Regions from separate parts of the Mus musculus genome. Here all the other regions are linked to region 1. Evidence: chromatin contacts called from public Hi-C and HiChIP or PLAC-seq data. All regions are on one chromosome and are shown on one strand. The core of a region is the stretch at or near the end of the contact, and the rest is flanking DNA. Distances in the headings are between cores, read along the strand shown.

Evidence for each region. A called contact is a pair of places that touch in the nucleus more often than the background predicts. HiChIP or PLAC-seq counts read pairs in DNA pulled down with a chosen protein or histone mark.
Region 2: a contact with region 1 is called in a Hi-C map of CD8 T cells, with 2.3 times the contacts expected there. The contact joins the promoter of Zrsr1 here to the enhancer-like site in region 1. A contact is called at or near these places in 20 of 39 promoter capture datasets (the 3T3-L1 cell line, 3T3-L1-derived adipocytes, the C10 cell line and 13 more), 2 of 15 datasets of contacts at CTCF or cohesin (large pre-B cells and pro-B cells), 121 of 484 Hi-C or Micro-C datasets (the 3T3-L1 cell line, 3T3-L1-derived adipocytes, the AML12 cell line and 72 more), 18 of 115 datasets of contacts at active chromatin or transcription factors (CD8 T cells, the HPC-7 cell line, the SCID.adh cell line and 12 more) and 6 of 9 other capture datasets (adipose tissue, bone marrow-derived macrophages, embryonic stem cells and 3 more).
Region 3: an H3K27ac HiChIP or PLAC-seq map of microglia shows a contact between it and region 1, with 5 times the contacts expected there. The contact joins two enhancer-like sites. A contact is called at or near these places in 6 of 484 Hi-C or Micro-C datasets (B cells, Sertoli cells, embryonic stem cells and 1 more) and 7 of 115 datasets of contacts at active chromatin or transcription factors (bone marrow-derived macrophages, double positive thymocytes, embryonic stem cells and 1 more).

The regions. Positions count from the first base shown.
Region 1 is chr11:22,870,336-22,873,726 of GRCm38.p6, reverse strand. No RefSeq gene overlaps it. Among named protein-coding and RNA genes, the nearest start is that of Gm24917, 3.1 kb to the right of the region's middle. Within about 2 kb of position 1,701, at least 132 of the 459 cell types and tissues checked have an H3K27ac peak or open chromatin away from gene starts, as enhancers often do. A contact at or near this core is called in 3T3-L1-derived adipocytes, B cells, the BV-2 cell line and 38 more, where this site is marked.
Region 2 is chr11:22,970,335-22,973,725 of GRCm38.p6, reverse strand. Zrsr1 (zinc finger (CCCH type), RNA binding motif and serine/arginine rich 1) reads right to left here and starts at 1,721. Exons shown (of 1, transcript NM_011663.3): 1 at 1-1,721. The coding sequence starts at 498. All of the region lies in intron 1 of Commd1 (COMM domain containing 1), which reads left to right.
Region 3 is chr11:22,798,653-22,802,043 of GRCm38.p6, reverse strand. No RefSeq gene overlaps it. Among named protein-coding and RNA genes, the nearest start is that of B3gnt2, 59 kb to the left of the region's middle. Within about 2 kb of position 1,768, at least 90 of the 459 cell types and tissues checked have an H3K27ac peak or open chromatin away from gene starts, as enhancers often do. A contact at or near this core is called in microglia, where this site is marked.

The DNA of each region.
Region 1 (3,391 bases), core at 452-2,951:
ATGCTTCTCTGCTGAGTGCCAGAGAGGTTGTTCCTGGGTTGCCTTGGGACAGAATTCCGTTGATGTAAACTGGAACTACGGCCTGCAGGAAATGCTTCTGGCAGAAATACCTCTGGGTGTCCTACGCTTGTGGCTTACAGTTTCTAAAGCAGAAAATAATCACTTCCCTTGTAGGACAGCTGGCACTTTCAACAGGGCAGTTTCCCAAGCCAAATCTCCAGTTCTTGGAAGACTCATTCACCAAGAGACTCAGCAGGAGGGGTGGAAGGAACAATAAGCACTGACCCTTGCAGGAGGGAAGGGTTTAAATTCACACCTGAGATATTTCCAAAGCAGGTTTTTTTTCAGCTACTGAGAAGTGCCTTCTAAGATGTAGACATTGCACGCTCCTTTTTAATACCAAAAAAAAAAAAAAAAAAAGCCTTTTGGAAGCAAATTATAATAGCTTCCTGCTTCTGACTTGACACAGCAGCAAGGCTCTTCCCACCAAATAAGGGCGAAACTGCCCTTGAAGCCCTTGTCTATCCAGAACAGCATGTTTTAACGTTAAGCCTGAGGATTTTCCAGTCTTGAGGCAAATGCCTGTTCCATTGATGACTATAAGTAAGGGTCTGGTCTTCTGGCAGTGCCTGGCTATCATTTCTGTAATGGCTAACTGTACACCATTGGCTAAAGGAAAGGGAAAACAGTGGCTTGTGACATCTTGGAACACAGAACACCCATTGAGACTAATATGTCTGAAAATGTCGTGGAAAGGATGTGCAGGATCTCAGAAGACCTGACACACCGTTATCTTGCTGTTTGTGAGGCGGCACGTCTACGAAGGAGAACAAAGCAGACACCAAACACCGCATGTGTGAAGGGTAAGGACCAGCTTCGTTCTTCTGTCTGCTCATGGGAAGTAACCAGGTACTATTTCTTTGAGTGTTACCCCAGAGGAATTTAGCTTCCTCTCGTTCTCAAATGCTTTTCTATCTCCAGACAGGGTCTTTCTCTGGATAGTAAGCTGGCCCCCTACTCACCATGAGGCCCAAGCTTTCCTGAAGAGTCTTGGTCCCCCTGCCTCAGTCTCTCTAATGCTGGGATTGCAGATGTGACCCTCCACATCACCTTCTGGTGTCTAATTTTTATCCTTGGTTAGTGCAGTGTCTCCCTTAGCCAAGTTGTGGCCTTACACAGAAGTTTACCCTCAGACCAGACCAAGCCTAAAGGAAGCAGAAGCTGACTCCCCGTGGAGCCTTGCCTGGTTTTTCAGTGGCACATCCTGCTGATTTCTGGTCACACTGACAGAGCTTGTTTCTCTTTAATCATTATCCCCGGCTGCCCACGCTGTCATTTAAAAACAATAAATGCTGATTATGAAAATAATAATTACCATTTGGAAAACGGAGCATGCTGTCCTCTCTACCATTACAGTTTACAAATGTGCTGTCAGATTTGCCCCTTCCCCCGCAGGATGTGAGGAAGCCAACCTTGATCCCCCACCCACTTCAGGCACCGCTGGACAGGGAGAAGGTTTCAGTCTGAGGCAGTTGGAAGTTCACATGCACATGGAGACAGCTGCCAACCCTCATTCTCATACAAGGAAGGAAACAGGCAGGAAATGAGAAAGAGGCAGTAGTGAGCTTTTATATTTATAGGGGAAACAGCACCAGACTGGGGGCTGAGCCTCAGTGTGAGTCCCAGCTTTGTTGGTATTGAGCTGTTCTCCAAAGAGATCCTCTCACTGTTGGTTTCGCTTTCCCTTCTTTCTCATAGTTTTGAAATAGGACAATTGATTTCATTTCTCTCATTTCTATAAATTGCTCCATCTCTAAAGCTGGGATAAGTGTTGATTGCATTAATCTCCTTTCTCATCTGCCACGGCCCTTCCTGTTTCCGCTCAGCACACTGCTCTCCCCTGTTCTCATTACCCAGATCTCTCGCTCTTCCATTTGGCAGGAAGTAACGTTCATGGATTGAGCAAATTCCCCCACTTCTCATATCTGTGCTGTTCTTTTCCCAGCCTTTTGTCCCAAATCCACCCCTGCTCTGTGGCTGTCACTGATAAGTGAATGAAAGTGCCTTTATTGGGAACCTACAATGAAAACTCTTCAGTTTTGCTTTAAGAAGATAAACGGGGCTTCAGCATGTCCCCAGGCCTCTGTGAGACAAGGGCTGAGCAGCGTGAACCCTCTTTGCTTCATGCTCATCTCTCTCTATGAGGTGAGCTCTCTGTGGCTGTTGGCCACACTCTGAGGTTTCTTCCTACTTCTTCGGTTCCTTTTGCTAGATTTGCCTTTTTGACCGGTTCACTAACTAGCTATAATTTCCAAGGGCTCTATTCTCTCATTATAAATACATATGTATATGTGGATATGTATTATGTATATGTACATATACACATACAACAGAAATGAGTGCTTCTGGCCACCAAAAGATATGACAGGTTGGGGTCCTGACTTTTTACTTTATTTTTGTAGACCCTATGTACAAGATGTGAGGTGGCTCCCCATTAGGCATTCACTGCTCATAGTAGGAGGTATACAATGCTTTTTGCTCTTGGTCAATACAAGCCTTGGAACTAAACCTTGATTCCAAAGGACCTACTATTCTGACCTCAACTGGGGTTATATTTCCTTTCTTCAGATTCCAATGCTGGCCCACAATCTTCATTCAAGAGTTAGCATGTCCCCAGTTTTAGAGAAGGAATCAGACAAGCATCCCATATACTACCTGATACTCTCAAGTTTCACTATATTCATATTCATCTATTTTGGCAAATGCTTTTGATCAAACACATAACACATATGTAATGGAACATGGTGGAAATAAAATGGGGTTGATAGATAACTGTAGGATTTTGTAGCAAATCTGATTTTGGTGTCATCTTGTGAAAAAAAAACTTTAATATTTCAGTGCTCTGTGGGCTTTAGAATGACAAGAGGGCTTTAGGTGTAGCTCAATGCTAAGAGCAGGCTCAGGGCATATATGCAAGGACCATCCCATCTGAGCTAAGAACAGGCTCAGGGGTACATGCAAAGACCCTCCCATTTGATCTGTGGAAATGTGGACACTAAAATAGAAATAAAAAGAATTGCATAGAGGAGCTGAATATGGTGGTATATACTTGTACGTCCAGTGCTCTGGAGACTGAAGCCAGAGGATCATAGTTTGAGGACTTCGAAGCCTGGGCTTCGAAGCAAGACTACCACTACCACCACCACCACCACCACCAATAAAACAAAAAACAACAAGCAGCCAAAAATTTTTACAGAGATGGTTTTGAAAATGTAGAAATTAATAATCTTTGTCAGGCTAGAGATGGAAAAGAGAAATGAAGGAAGGAAAGAAGGAAGGAAGGAAGGAAGGAAGGAAGGAAGGAAGGAAGACCATTTTTTTACTTCCCTCT
Region 2 (3,391 bases), core at 472-2,971, 100 kb before region 1:
GTAGAAGGGACAACTGGGTCGATATTTCTCCAGCCTTAAATCCTTGGGTGGTTCCGGGTTCTGCCAAATGCGCTCATTTTCAGCCTGGTCCAGCATTTTCTGCACCGCTTCCTCCCTCTCTCTCTTCTCCTGTAGCTTCTGCTCCTCCTCCTCTCTCTGTTTTTTCTGTTGTTCTTCCCACTCGGCCTTTATTTGTCTCTCCTGTTCTTCCTTCTGTTTTCTAGCGGCCTCTTCCTTTTTCTTCTTTATTCTGAATTCTTCTTGCGCCTTCTCCTCCCTCAGCAGCCACTCTTCATGTAATCTTTGCCGCTCTATCTCCAGTAATCGCTCTGCAAGTTCTTCGTTAGCAGAAACATCATCGTCCTCCTCTGGTGGGGCTTCCAGAGCTCTCAGCCGAGCCATTTTCTGCCGACGTTTCTTGCGTTTCTCCTTCTTCATTGCCGCCTTGTATTGTTTTCGGCTGAGTTTCTCAGGAATCGCGGTCTGCCGTGATGCCATTTTACCGCAGAGCGGGGGGGGGGGGGGGGGGGGGGGGGGGGGGGGGGGGGGCTCTTCCCGGATCTCGCGATAATCTCTTTTTCTCACGCTGTGGATTGAAAATGTCGCCCGCTGCTAAGTTGTTCTGCTGTTTAATGTTCGTTACCTTCCTGGACAGCAACTTCAGGGTGGCACCATTCAGCCCAGTTGACTTTCCTTTCCACCAGCCTAGAAAGCTTGAACCAGCTGAGTCACCGGCGTGTTTGCGCAATGCAGCAACCAGTAGTTGAATGTGCGCATGCGCAGTCGAAGGCCAGTGTTTGCGTTGGAATGTGGGCTGTACCGCCTACCTGCGCAGTCACTCGGTTATCCGCAGTACGTAGGCCTGCCTGCGCAGTTATCCGGTTATCCGTGGTACTGCCAGCCTGCGCAATTACCCGGTTATCCAGTTACCCGTGATAAAGCCTATCCGTGCAGTTACCCGGTTGTCCGGTTATCCGTGGCACAGCCTGCCTGCGCAGTGACCCGATTATCCAGTTATCCCACGCAGTTACCCACTTATCCGTGGTAGGCCTGCGCAGTTACCCAGTTTTCGGAGGTACGGATGGTCTGCGCAGTTACCCGATTATCCAGTTATCCGCAGTACGGCCTGCCTGGGCAGTCACCCGGTTATCCGTTTATCCGCAGTACATAGGCCTGCCCATGCAGTTACCCGGCCGGGCCGGTATGGCCGGCTTGCGCAGTTATCCGTCTATCCAGTTATCCGTGGTATGGCCTGCCTGCGCAGTTACCCAATTATCTGTGGGGCGGCCGCAGTTACCAATTATCCGCGATTATCCGTGGTACAGCCAGCCTGCGCAGTTACCTGGCTATCCGCAGTACGGCCTGCCTGCGCAGTTACCCAGGTATCCGTGGTTATCTGTGGTACGGCCAGCCTATGCAGTTACTGGTTATGCATGGCACAGCTGGCCTGTGCAGTTACCCGGTTATCCGCTTTAAGGCCAGCCTCCGTGGCATGGCCGGCCTGCGCAGTTACCTGGTTATCCGTAGTATGATCAGCCTACGTAGTTACCCGGTTATCCATGGTACAGCTGGAACAGTGGTTATCTGCCTTACCGACCGGCCTGCGCAGTTGCGGGTGGTTATCTGCAGTACGGTCCGCCTGCGCAGTCATCCAGGTATCTGCAGTTATCCGCAGTATGTCTGATCTGCGCAGTTACCCTGTAATCTGCAGTTACGTCTTTACTCCGGGAAAGGCAGGCCTGCGCAGTACGATTTACTGCTTTTTTTGTCTCCGCCCCCTGCAGTGGGAGTGCTCCTGCAGTAAGAATGCTCAGCCCTGAGCCGGGGCAGGCTTGTCTCACTGCAGGGCACCCCTCCATGCCGGTGCTGGCAGCTCACCTTCCCGGGCTTGTTTATGTGGGTGCTGGGAATAGAAATTAAGTTCTTATATTTGTTTGTCAAGGGCTTTACCAGGTAAACCGTTTTTCTGGCTTCAGCTCCTCACTCTTGTGGAAAGTAAGGGGTTTTGGTTTTGTTGTTGTTTTGTTTTTTAAATATTGAATGTGGGCCTGGTGTGGTGTCGCACGCCTTTAATCCCAGCACTCGGGAGGCAAAGGCAGGCGGATTTCTGAGTTCGAGGCCAGCCTGGTCTACAGTGTGAGTTCCAGGACAGCCAGGGCTACACAGAGAAACCCTGTCTCGAAAAACCAAGGGAATAAAAAATTGAATGTGTTTTGTTTTTTGCAAACACATTCCTTTCATTTGTTCTGTAATGTAGTTTTGTGGGGTATTCACCAGAGAAGACTGCTCAGACAAGTGTTTAAGCCAAGAAAAAAATCTTTTATTTTTGTTTGTTTGTTTGTTTGTTTTTTCAGAGACAAGGGTTTTACTGTGTAGCTGTGGCTGTCCTGGAACTTGCTCTGTAGACTAGACTGGCCTTGCATCATGCTATGTTTAGGTATGATCCCCATAGGCTCTTATGCTTGCACAAGCCTATAGGGGCCAGGGAGTAGAATGTGATGGTTTGTATAGGGAGTGGCACTGTTAGAAGCTGTGGCCTTGCTGGAGTAAGTGTGTCATTGGCTTTAAGACCCACATCCTAGATGCCTGGAAGCTAGTCTTCTAGCAGCTTTCAGATGAAGATGTCAGACTCTCAGCTCTTCCTGCACCATGCCTGTGTGCTACCGTGTTCCTGCCTTGATGGTAATGGACTGAACCTCTGAATCTGTAAGCCAGCCCTAGTTAAATGTTGTCCTTTATAAGACTTGCCTTGGTCATGGTGTCTATTCACAGCAGTAAAACCCTAACTAAGAAGAAAGCTCTGCCTGCCTCTGTGTCACAAGAAAGAAGGTAGATACCTGTGTATAGCAAAAGTTATATTTTATGCTGAGGGTCATCATACAAGGTTCACACTTTAAATTTCTAAATATGGTCCTAAGTCTTTATCCCCAAGGTGCTCACCTGTGTGATGTATCTTAGCTGGAGGTCAGGTCCAGTCTTACAGAAGTCTCTGATTTGAGGGTCAGGATCCTGGGGAGACTGTCCAGCCACAGGGTTCATCTAGGAGGTATCACTCCAGATATGCAGAGCAGTCCGCATCATGGGGTTTATACCTGTATCAGGTTCTCTTGAGTGTGTGAAGTTGCTGGGTTCTGGGTATCAGACACAGTGTTGGCTGTAGTGGAGGTCCTGACTAAGCTATTTTTACATGTGTAAAGACTTTTAAAAAAATACTATACTGATTACACTGCTTCCTGAGTGCCGGGATTAAAGGGCTACAATGCTGTCACTCAGCTAGAAAATCTTTATTAGGCTGCTGGTACTACACTGTGTGTTTGGGACTGCAGTGCAACACTGAGCCTTTCTCAGGGTGACCTTTTAAGCACCAAAACCATATCCTAGGTTGACATAT
Region 3 (3,391 bases), core at 519-3,018, 72 kb after region 1:
TGATTGCCCAGGACTGAAGGGGTCATGCAAAGGAGTTGAGGCTTGGCACCATGAAGAGAGCTTATGAGAGGTTATTGGTGAAGCTTAGTTGCATCGGAAGACAGCAGTATTTTTGGAGATGCCTTTACTATGAGATGACCACCAAGAACAGCAGCAGCAGTGGAGTATAGGCAGCTGGAACCTAGAAGACAAGGTGTATACTTGGAGGGGCAGAGCTGAAGAAGTGACCCAAGCCCTTGGAGGAGCCCAGAAGATTGTGAGTGGATCCCAGACATTGGGCAGTTTGATTTTACTTTTGATTGTGACTGTGCTCTGATATTTTTCCCTCTTGAGGTCAGAAGGTATTTTAGTGGAGCCCATAGTTAAGAGACTTTGAACTGCAAAAAGACTTTAAATTTCAAGAGATTGGATATTTTAAAGGGATTGAAAATTTAACATATAAGAACTTGTAAAGACTGTGGGACTTTTAAAGTTATTTAGATCTTGGAGATGAATAAAAAGTAAGGGTTGAGGCTTAATAGTGATGTGTTTGTTAAGTTGACAAGGGATCAGTTGTACTGGCTGGGTTTGTGTGTCAACTTGACACAAGCTGGAGTTATCACAGAGAAAGGAGTCTCCCTTGAGGAAATGCTTCCATGAGATCCAGCTGTAAGGCATTTCCTCAATTAGTGATCAAGGGTGAGGGCCTAGTCCATTGTGGGTGGTGCCATCCCTGGGCTGGTGGTCTTGGGTTCTATAAGAGAGCAGGCTGAGCAAGCCAGGGGAAGCAAGCCAGTAAGGAACATCCCTCTGTGGCCTCTGCATCAGCTCCTGTCTCCAAGTTTCTGCCCTGTGTGAGTTCCTGTCTTGACTTCCTTTGGTGATAAACAGCAGTGTAGAAGTGTAAGCTGAATAAACCCTTTCCTCCCAAACTTGCTTCTTGGTCATGATGTTTTGTACAGGAATAGAAACCCTGAATAAGACCCTTGGCTACTTGGAACCCTGTCTCAAAACAAAACAAAATCAACAGACGCAGAGGCACTAGTGCCTGGACTGTCAGAAGGGAAGCTACAGCTCATTACTACTAAAAAGCACACCATGGGTGGAAAGTTAAGATGCGAAGGAAACCTGAAGCAAATAATGCAAAACTACAGGTAACAGAGCATGTGTGGAAACCCCATGTTTACCTGACATAGCCTCCAACTCTGTACAGCACAGCACCTGAGTGGCTCTAGCCTTGCTCCAGCTCTGTCCTTAGAAGTGTATGTACTCTTTCTTAGTAAGTTATCTCTTTCTCTGCTAAATTCTTCTTTTGGGGACCCAAGAACCTGGATCCTTTCTGGAAATGTCCACAGAACCACCCATATCAGCCAATATCGATAGGAAATCTGTAGTTTCCCGGAATTTGAGAAGAGCCTCTAGGAGAGAAAGCCAGGAGGGAGTTAACTAGCTCCGTGAACCACTCGGTCATCCCCGGGCCACCAGGGTTCTCTTTTGGGGCAGTCTAGAAGCTAGCATGGCCAGTGTCGTGAAGCTAGAAAGGCTGGCATCGATTGCTTCTGGTTTCATGGCACCATTCTGACTTATAGTCAGGTGGTTCCTCTTGTTTTTCTTTTCCAGACATTGGAAATGAGACTGTGTGTGAAGACTCAGAGGAAGAGTGAGCCGCAGCAGAATCAGCAATGTTGGCCTCCTTGGAACACCTCCAGACGGTAGGAGGGGCTTCTGTAGTCCACCCTAGAATCTGCTGGTTGGTGGTTTTAAGCTTTCCTTGTGCGAGGGGCGGGGTGCTGGTGGTGAACTGCAGGTTTGCTTAGGGGGTGGTGGGAGGGCTGGAAGGGAGGCGACACAAAGCTACTTTGCTGGATGAAGAATGCTAAAAATGTGTGTGAGGAAGCAGAGCCAAGGGAGGTGGAAGTGAGCCCAAGATTGTAACAAAAAGCCCTGAGGATCCCAAGAGGGCAGGCGGGGTGGGGGCGGGGCCAGGTACGGCTGTCCTCACATGCCAGCTGGGTCTCCCGGTTTACACTTCTGGTCACACTGTTGCAGCTGAATTTCTCCTATGGGCTGTGAGCAGAGCAGGGAAGGGCAGATCTGTCCCTCGTGGCATTCACAAAAGCCAGTTCCTCTCACAGGTTTAATAATTTAGGCTTCTGAGACTACTGGGCCCAGAGCCTTTCTCCTGCAGAGAACTACGCTTTGTTTCTAGGCCTCCTCACACCTGAGCTCAACTGTGCTGCTAATGACAACCCTCCTTGCCTCTACCCGATTGACTGACCTTCACCTGGGGTGGGTATGGATCCTGTGCCCACAGTTCTGGTTCTCGGCAGCCATCTCCCACCCCAGGCACAGTTCAACTATGTGATGTTCTCATATTGCCCCCCCCCCCCGCCACCCCCACTGTCCTTCACGACCTCACAGACACCTGAATCTTCCACCTTCTGCTCCACTGTCTTCAGACCTGAACTACTTGCTTACAAGCGGGCAGGCAGCATAGCCGAGGGCAGGACTTCAGCCATGGCCTTTGCTTGAGCACCCAGACTGTATTCTGCAACTGCACTGAAAGCCACAGAGATGATGGTGGGTCAAGGCAGAGAGACAGCTTTCCTTCTGAGTGTAATCAAGGCATTTCTGTCTCAGGTTTAACAGGAAGAGACCCATGGGAGGCTCCTCAAAGCTAGTGAGTGGTAAGTTATTTCTCTCCTGTTGAAATGTGTCAATTCAAACCAGATAAGAATATATTAAAGGCAGGTCTGTTGGCAATCTGCTCTCTGTCGAGTTGACTGGACCCAAAGATGGAGGCCACGGAAGTCACCATGGAGGAAGAAGAAAAGGCTGGCTCTCACTGAGAGTTGGGGGCAGGGTATGCTAGGTAGGGACTCAGGGATGCTGAGTGAACCTGAAGGCCAGGTCTGTTTTGATATGTAAAACATGTACCTCAGTCCCTTGTTCCGGGGTCTGAAACCAGTGACATCTGTTGCTGACCTGACTTCTGGATTTCCCATGATGCACCATATTGGGATAGGTAAAGGTTTGAACATTAGAGAAGCCACTGTGCTTTGATGTCTACAGGGAGAGGTGAGGCTGCGGAGGGAAGCAGCTTCAGCCACAGAAGCAACCGGCTGACCAGGGGCTGGTGTTATAGATGTTAGGTATGTATTTTACATACCAAAGCAGACCTGGCCTCCAGGTTCTCCCAGCATCCCTCAGTCCCTACCTGGCATATCCTGCCCCCAACCCTGAACTCTCCAGCCCAGGGCTGGGCTGCCCTTCCCTCAGAGGCTTCTCCTTATAGAATGCAGGCATTTTGCTTCTCTCTCCCTCTGCCTTTCTCCCTGTCTGCCTCCGTCCTCTCTCTTCCTCTTTCCCTCTCTCTCCCTCTCTCCCTCTCTTTCCCTCTCTCCCTTCCTCC